Regions from separate parts of the Gossypium arboreum genome. Here region 1 is linked to region 2. The links are chromatin contacts, called in public Hi-C maps. All regions are on one chromosome and are shown on one strand. Each heading gives the region's core, a stretch centred on a gene start, on an enhancer-like site or on the middle of the called end of the contact. The rest is flanking DNA. Distances are from core to core; before and after follow the strand shown.

Region 1 (3,319 bases), core at 607-3,106, 690 kb after region 2:
GTTATAATTGTGGTTTCAGAAAATGCAATTTAAATAAAAAAATCATTTATACAATCAAACTAATAAAAATAATTAAAATAAACATGAGAAACACAATAAAATTATGGCATAATAATTTATTTGGCCTTTCAATTTTAATAAAAAATTATTTTAGCTATTTATTTAATTTTTATTTTTAATAGTTAAACTTGCGATGTTTGTCAAATTATTCCAAAATGAATGAAAAATAAACGTTTGTTAACTTGGTTGATGCGTAATCTATGTGAATACCAAGTTAGCAATTAATTATTTTTAAATTTAAAAATATTAGATATATTTTATAATTTTAATATAAATTATAATTTTTTTAAAATTAATGATGACGTTTTCACATGTATGTTATGCGAGCAAAGTTATAATATATAAATTTTTTATATATTTTAGAATGATTTAACAAAAATGTAGGTTAAAATTTAAAAAAATATATAATATTAAAATAAAATTTTAATTAAAATACTAAATATGATTATGCGATAAAATTATGAAAATGTACATGAAAAACAATAAATTATCGATTTTGTTGGAAAGGCATTACATAACCTAAGCCCATCCCATCCATTATCACTATGAAACCTTACAACAATTTTTGAAGGAAAGAAATGTTCTAAGTTGGTGAGTGACGTGGCAGCTCATAAGTGGTTGACAACACTAACTCCGAAGATACGCGAATCTGCCACGTCATCAGACGAAGACACGTCCGTGACTTTGGCTTCGTTTAACAACCCAAACACGCCACATTTCCACTAAAATAATTCCACATGGCAATCTCTACCTCCCTTTAATTTATTGCACGTGAAATTTAATTAATAATAAATAAAAAAACAACTTCGTTCAAGTGTTTTTCCCTGAACCTCCGTCACGGATAATGAAAATAAAAATAAAAATAGAATATATGTTTACTCCATCTATAAAAACTAAAATAAAATATTTTAAAAAAATCCAAAAGAAAAAGAGAAGTCCTTTGACACAGAACAGAGTCTGATGGATAGGCGTCTATAGTTGAAATCTTTACACGTGCCAGCGATGTGAAAATTCATGACCGAGTAAATCTGTGTAGCGATTTCGGACACGTTTCTTTCTGATTTTGTTTTTTTTGACGTGCTACTTTTCGAAATTAAAAAAAAAAAAAACCTTCCTTTCTATTTGGCTATCGCTATTTAAGAGTGTAAAATATAAAAAAGTAATACATAATTGTCCCTTGTGCTCCAAAAAATCGGCACCTTGATTAATGGCAGAATGAAGGTGTTAACCTAATCCAAAATATTTCTTAATAAATGATGCATATAATACTAATGCTGTTTTAATTCTCAAATCATAAGTAACCTTTCTGTTTTTGTGATTTTACCAATGTATACAAATTTTGTTAGCACGCTTACAATTACTGCAAAAGAATATGTTACTTAATGTATTAAAAATAAAAATATATTAAGTATTTTGATTTCTATATCATTGCTTTTATCATTTTTTTATAAATAACTTGAATAGCTTAGTTAATACAACCCTTAGCATAATAAAAGAAATGCTAGCTAACATTTAATGTCAATGATTAAATATTTAATCGCACCATTAGTGATTCGATAAGCACTAATCCAAAATCACATTAAAAATACTTAAATCTTAGTCTTACTTATCCCCAATCTCTCATTTATTATTGCTTTTATTTTTTGTAACTTTAAAAATTTTTAAAGGCCAAGAACAAAATTATGAAGTAGTAAAATAAAAGTAACCGCGGGCGAACAGTGGATCGGACAGAAAGAGTCGGCTACAGTGACAAGAGAACCTGATGTACCCCAGTTCAGAAGATAGTGGTGTAGACGCATTGAATCAGGACCGTTGGAACCATGCCTTGACGTACTCACGCACATATATAATATTTTCTCTCTTTCTCTCACCCTTTTCGTTCTTATCCTCAGCCTGCTTCTTTCCTTGCTTAAGAGCTCTTTCTCTCTCTTTTTTTCTCCGTTTCTTGGGTTCCTTTATGGAATGTGTATCCATATCCTTGATTTAAATCACTGCCAAGATTCATATTTCTTTGTAATAATGCTCTTCTGTAAATGCCTTTTAACAGAACCCTAAAGCTGCATCCTCCCCTTCTCAAAGAACGTATAGAAAGAAAACAACACCAAAGAATTAAACTCCCTTCTTCATTGATTTTTTGAATACCCCTGTATTGGTTCTTTGATTCCTTTTCTTCTTCTTCTTCTTCTGTTTTCTATGTTTGTATAGAATTTCACATACGGAGTTGGGTTTCTTCGCTTGAAACATGGTTTCTAGTTGTTGCTTAGACCAATTAAATTTATTGTCTACCGATGATTTTCGAGTCATGAATCGGATCCCTCGAGTCATGAAGGTATCAGGAGTCATATCTGATTTCGGAGAAGATCAGCAAGCTATGCCACGGAAAAGGGTTATTATCGTTTCCAACCAGTTGCCTTTACGTGCGTGGAGGGACTCGGTCTCCAATGAATGGTGCTTTGAATTTGACGAGAATGATCTCCTTGCTCTGCTGAGAGACGCTTTCCCTCCTGATACAGAGGTGCGATACGTTGGGACGTTGAAAGCTGATGTAGACACAGCGGATCAAGAGGAGGTGGCTCAAGTTCTGCACGACAAGTTCAGTTGCGAAACCATATTTCTGCCCGTGGATATGCGGAACGAGTTTTATCATGGCTTTTGTAAACACTATCTATGGCCTTTGTTTCATTACATGATGCCCATGACGGGGAACGATGGGGGACGTTTCGATCGTTCACAGTGGATAGCTTACGTGTCCGCTAATAGAATATTTGCTGATAAAGTTCTGGAAGTAACGGATAGAGATGATGAAGATGAAGATCATGTTTGGGTGCATGATTATCATCTTATGGCTTTACCTACTTTCTTGAGGAGACGGTCTAATAGGGTAAAGCTTGGCTTTTTTCTGCACAGTCCATTTCCTTCATCTGATATGTATAAAACTTTACCTGTTAGAGATGAAATTCTTAGAGCTTTGCTAAATTGCGATTTGATTGGCTTCCATACATTCGATTACGCTAGGCATTTCTTGTCTTCTTGTCGAAGGATTTTGGGCTTGCATTCTGAGTCCAACAGGGGTCACATTGCATTAGAATATTATGGGAGGACTGTGACTATTAAGATTTTGCCTGCTGGGATTCATATGGGGCAACTTGAATCTATGATGTCCGGGGAAAGCACCCTTAGGATGGCTAAGGAGCTGAAGCACAAGTATGAGGGGAAAATTATGATGGTTGGCGTCGATGATTTGGACTTGTTTAAGGGA
Region 2 (3,575 bases), core at 260-2,759:
CCCAAAAAGAATCAAAATTTGAACAACCTCCCAGTGGCCATATTGACAAGCTTGCATCAGAGCAGTCTGTTGATCACAGTTATTTAGCAAAACTCAAAACAAACAATAGTAACCCAGGAAACCTAAACTAAATTATGTCGGAGAAACCCGAAAGCCACATGAATAATAACTGGTTGGCAAATTTAGAAATGGACTCAAATAATGGATGAGAGAAAAAAAAAACAGACAATACAAAATTGAATTACCTGACCCCGATAGTTCCTGAGGTTAATATCTACTCCAGACTCAAGCAAGAGCGAAACTATCTGATATAAAAATGAAGAGAAAAAAAATCAGCGTTACGGTTAATTTGGAAGAAACGTTTCCAGGCAGAAATTTAAGGTATTGAATACCTCATGGTGACCCTGAGCAGCAGAGTAATGGAGAGGCGAATTGCGAGCTCCAAAAGTTGAATACCTTGCAAGTCTTGGATTGTATTCCAATAAAGCCTTGGCTTCTTGAAGATCTCCATCTCTTGCTGCGGAAACTAGGCGTTCCCCAGATGCAGAACATCCAAAGGAGTTCCCCACAAAGCTTAGAAATCTCATTGATGAGCTTCTCTGTCTGTTCTAAATGCCTAAAAAACGGTGCACCACAAAACCTCCCCTAAATCATAATCCTCAAACCACCCAAAACTTGTGAAATAAACCAAACCAATAACAATGAAGCCTTCCAAAATACATCTAAGAGAAGTTCTAACAGTCAATGTTTCACTTCCTTAAATGGATTGCCACCTTTTTAATTTTGACATCAGAAGAAGAACCTGGCCTGCAATTACTTTAAAAAAGAAAAAAAAAATCAGGATGTGACTGTTTTATGGATTAATAAATTGTCTCGTGCTTTTCAAGATGGAACCAAACAAACAAAAAATTATAAATTCTTCTGAAAAGAAATAAAGAGTCCTATCTTTCAAAGTCAAATCCCCATCAAATAAACATCTACAATCTCTAGAGTCTCCATTGCGGTCAGATTCCCACTAACAAATACCCAGCTTCAAAATTATCAGGATGACTCAAAATCTGCAAAACCCAATTCCAGATACTCCTAAAAGAATCGGAATATAAAAGACCCCGATCAAAATAGCATCCCCCCCCCCCCCCTCTCTCTCTTCTTTAACAATTGATCAAAGTTGAAGCCTTTTAGAAAATGACTTGACCAAATGGAAGACACGTTTGTACTTAAATGTGGAATAATGGGATGCGGATATACTGTAACCGAAATTGAAATTTGCTACAAATAAGAGAAAGAAAGATCTAAACGGGAGATAAAAATGGGAAATGTTTTTATGAAGACAGCAACCTTTTACTGCAACCTCAACCACTAAATTGACCCGTAAGAACACTTAAAAATAATAAATAAATAAAAGCGTGTCCCTATGATTGGCTATTATTGGCCAATTGGCAGTCAACGTTGCTAGTAAGTTCAGGGGTTTTTCTCATTTCTCGGTGAAATGAAAGTTTATTTCATTGTCAATTATAACTTACAACAAGGTACTAATAAAAGTCAGCTCATCTAGTTGCCAAATCCATTGGTTTTTGTTAACTTTTGGGGGTGTTCAAGATATGAAAATTATATAAAACCTCTTTCGAAACAAAATAGCTAGCGAAAGACATATGACTGAATGACTCGCAGTGAAATTGATCCAACTATTAACGTTATGGGGGACCATGTAAGAGTTGAGTTGGATTTGTGGTTGAAGATACTTCATGCGTTTGAGGCCTGAAGCAATGGCGGTGCCTTCAATTGGACTCCATTTGGATTTTAGAAATTTTAGATTAGTGGTTTCTAACAATGTGGATAGAAAGAATTGTACGGCCGAAGTTTCATTGTAAGTTACACAACCCTGCGGACAATGGCACGCCGCAGTTGTATAACATCATACATGGGATGGGACCGGGGCAGATCTCATCATGGGTCAAGCCACTTTGTCCGACTCGAAGGCTCGTCCATAACAAAATTATAGGCTTGGACAAAAAAATAAAGTTCGTTTAAAAAATAGATCGAGCCTCGGATAAGGCATTATTCACTAAAGGACAAAAAAATTTACTCTTTTTTTTTGTTTTTGAATGTTATTTTCTTGTTATTTTCTCTCTATTTTGCTACCATTTTATTATTATGTTGTTATTGTTTAGATATTGTATAAAATTTATTTTATTTTTAATTACATTATTATTTTAGAGGTATTTGTTTGTTAAGTTACATGTATCTTAGTGTTATTTAAGTTTACATATTTTTTAAACTTATTTTCAATTTATTGAGAAATATTTATTTTGATATTTTTAGTATTTTTGATGTATTATATATATTTAAAATTATATAAAATAATATAAAAATTTAATACAAAGTGGTCTGGTCTGGGCTCGGGTTTTAGCATTTTTATCTGGTCGAGCTTAGGTAAAATTTTAGGCCCATTTTTCGGGTTGGGCCAGGCTCGGGCCTAGTAAATGGGCATGAATTTTTAATTGAGCTCGACCCGAAAGCGCCTAATTTCATTTGGGTACCAATTTTTCTTAAGATTATGATTCGATAAAAGTGATAACTTTTAAATTTTAAAGTTTGATATATAAAAATTTATTTTCTTTAGAATCTAATTTTTATTTAAAAAATATTATAAACAAAATTAACCTTATTTATTTTTATTAGAGTTGTGTTATCCAAATTCTTATTAAATAAACTAAGAGATTGCTTCCAAGTCAAATTAAACAAAAATATATTTTTCTAGAAGATTTAGTATTTATTAGTATAATATATTTAGCATTTATTAGCAATTTATTTAACCTACGAATTTAGCCTATAAATAGACTCTTTTACAACATTAGAAAACACACACATTAAAGATTAGAACTCATAACAGTTTTAGAGAATTTTGGATTTACGTTTTAAGGGTTTTTTATTTTCGAGTTTCGGGATTTAGCTTTTATCTTCATCTTTTGTAATTTTCATTCTTTTACATTATAGTAAAATTATATTTACCCGTGATTTTTTATCCTCTTTGGAGGGGTTTTTTCACGTTAAATATGTGTTCAATTTCTTAATTTCTTTTGCTATTTTTTTCTTATTCATTACTTAATCGGGTTGATCCCCAACAAATGGTATCAGAACTAAATCAATTTTCATAGATCAGCCCGTTTAGAGATGGCAGCAGCAGGGTTTGACATTGAGAAGTTCGATGATATCATAAATTTCAATCTGTGTCAAGTTTGGATGATGACAATTCTAGTTCAGATCAGCCTGAAAAAGGTCGTTACAGAGAAAAAATCTGAGAATCTAGATCAGACAGAATGGGAAAAGCTTGATGAAAAGACCTTGTCTACAATCCAGTTGTGCCTCGCGAATAGGGTATTGTAGGAGGTATTGATGGAGAAAACCTCATCTACCTTATGGAAAAGGTTAGAAACTCTTTATTCGACTAAGTCTCTGGCTAACCGTTTAGTGTTGAAACAACGTCTATTTACTTCTGGCATGAATGATTATGAGCTTCTTAGAGATCACATTAGTCAATTTATTACTTTTTTGAATGATTTAAAAAATGTTGA

The links. A called contact is a pair of places that touch in the nucleus more often than the background predicts.
Region 1: a Hi-C map of leaf shows a contact between it and region 2, with 5 times the contacts expected there. The contact joins the promoter of LOC108470068 here to the promoter of LOC108469689 in region 2. A contact is called at or near these places in 2 of 5 Hi-C or Micro-C datasets (both in leaf).

What each region holds. Positions count from the first base shown.
Region 1 is chr8:101,699,081-101,702,399 of ASM2569848v2, forward strand. LOC108470068 (probable alpha,alpha-trehalose-phosphate synthase [UDP-forming] 11) reads left to right here and starts at 1,857. Exons shown (of 3, transcript XM_017771263.2): 1 at 1,857-3,319. The coding sequence starts at 2,303.
Region 2 is chr8:101,006,612-101,010,186 of ASM2569848v2, forward strand. It overlaps LOC108469689 (E3 ubiquitin-protein ligase XBAT32), which reads right to left and starts at 1,510. Exons shown (of 10, transcript XM_053031831.1): 1 at 393-1,510; 2 at 246-305; 3 at 1-66. The coding sequence starts at 587.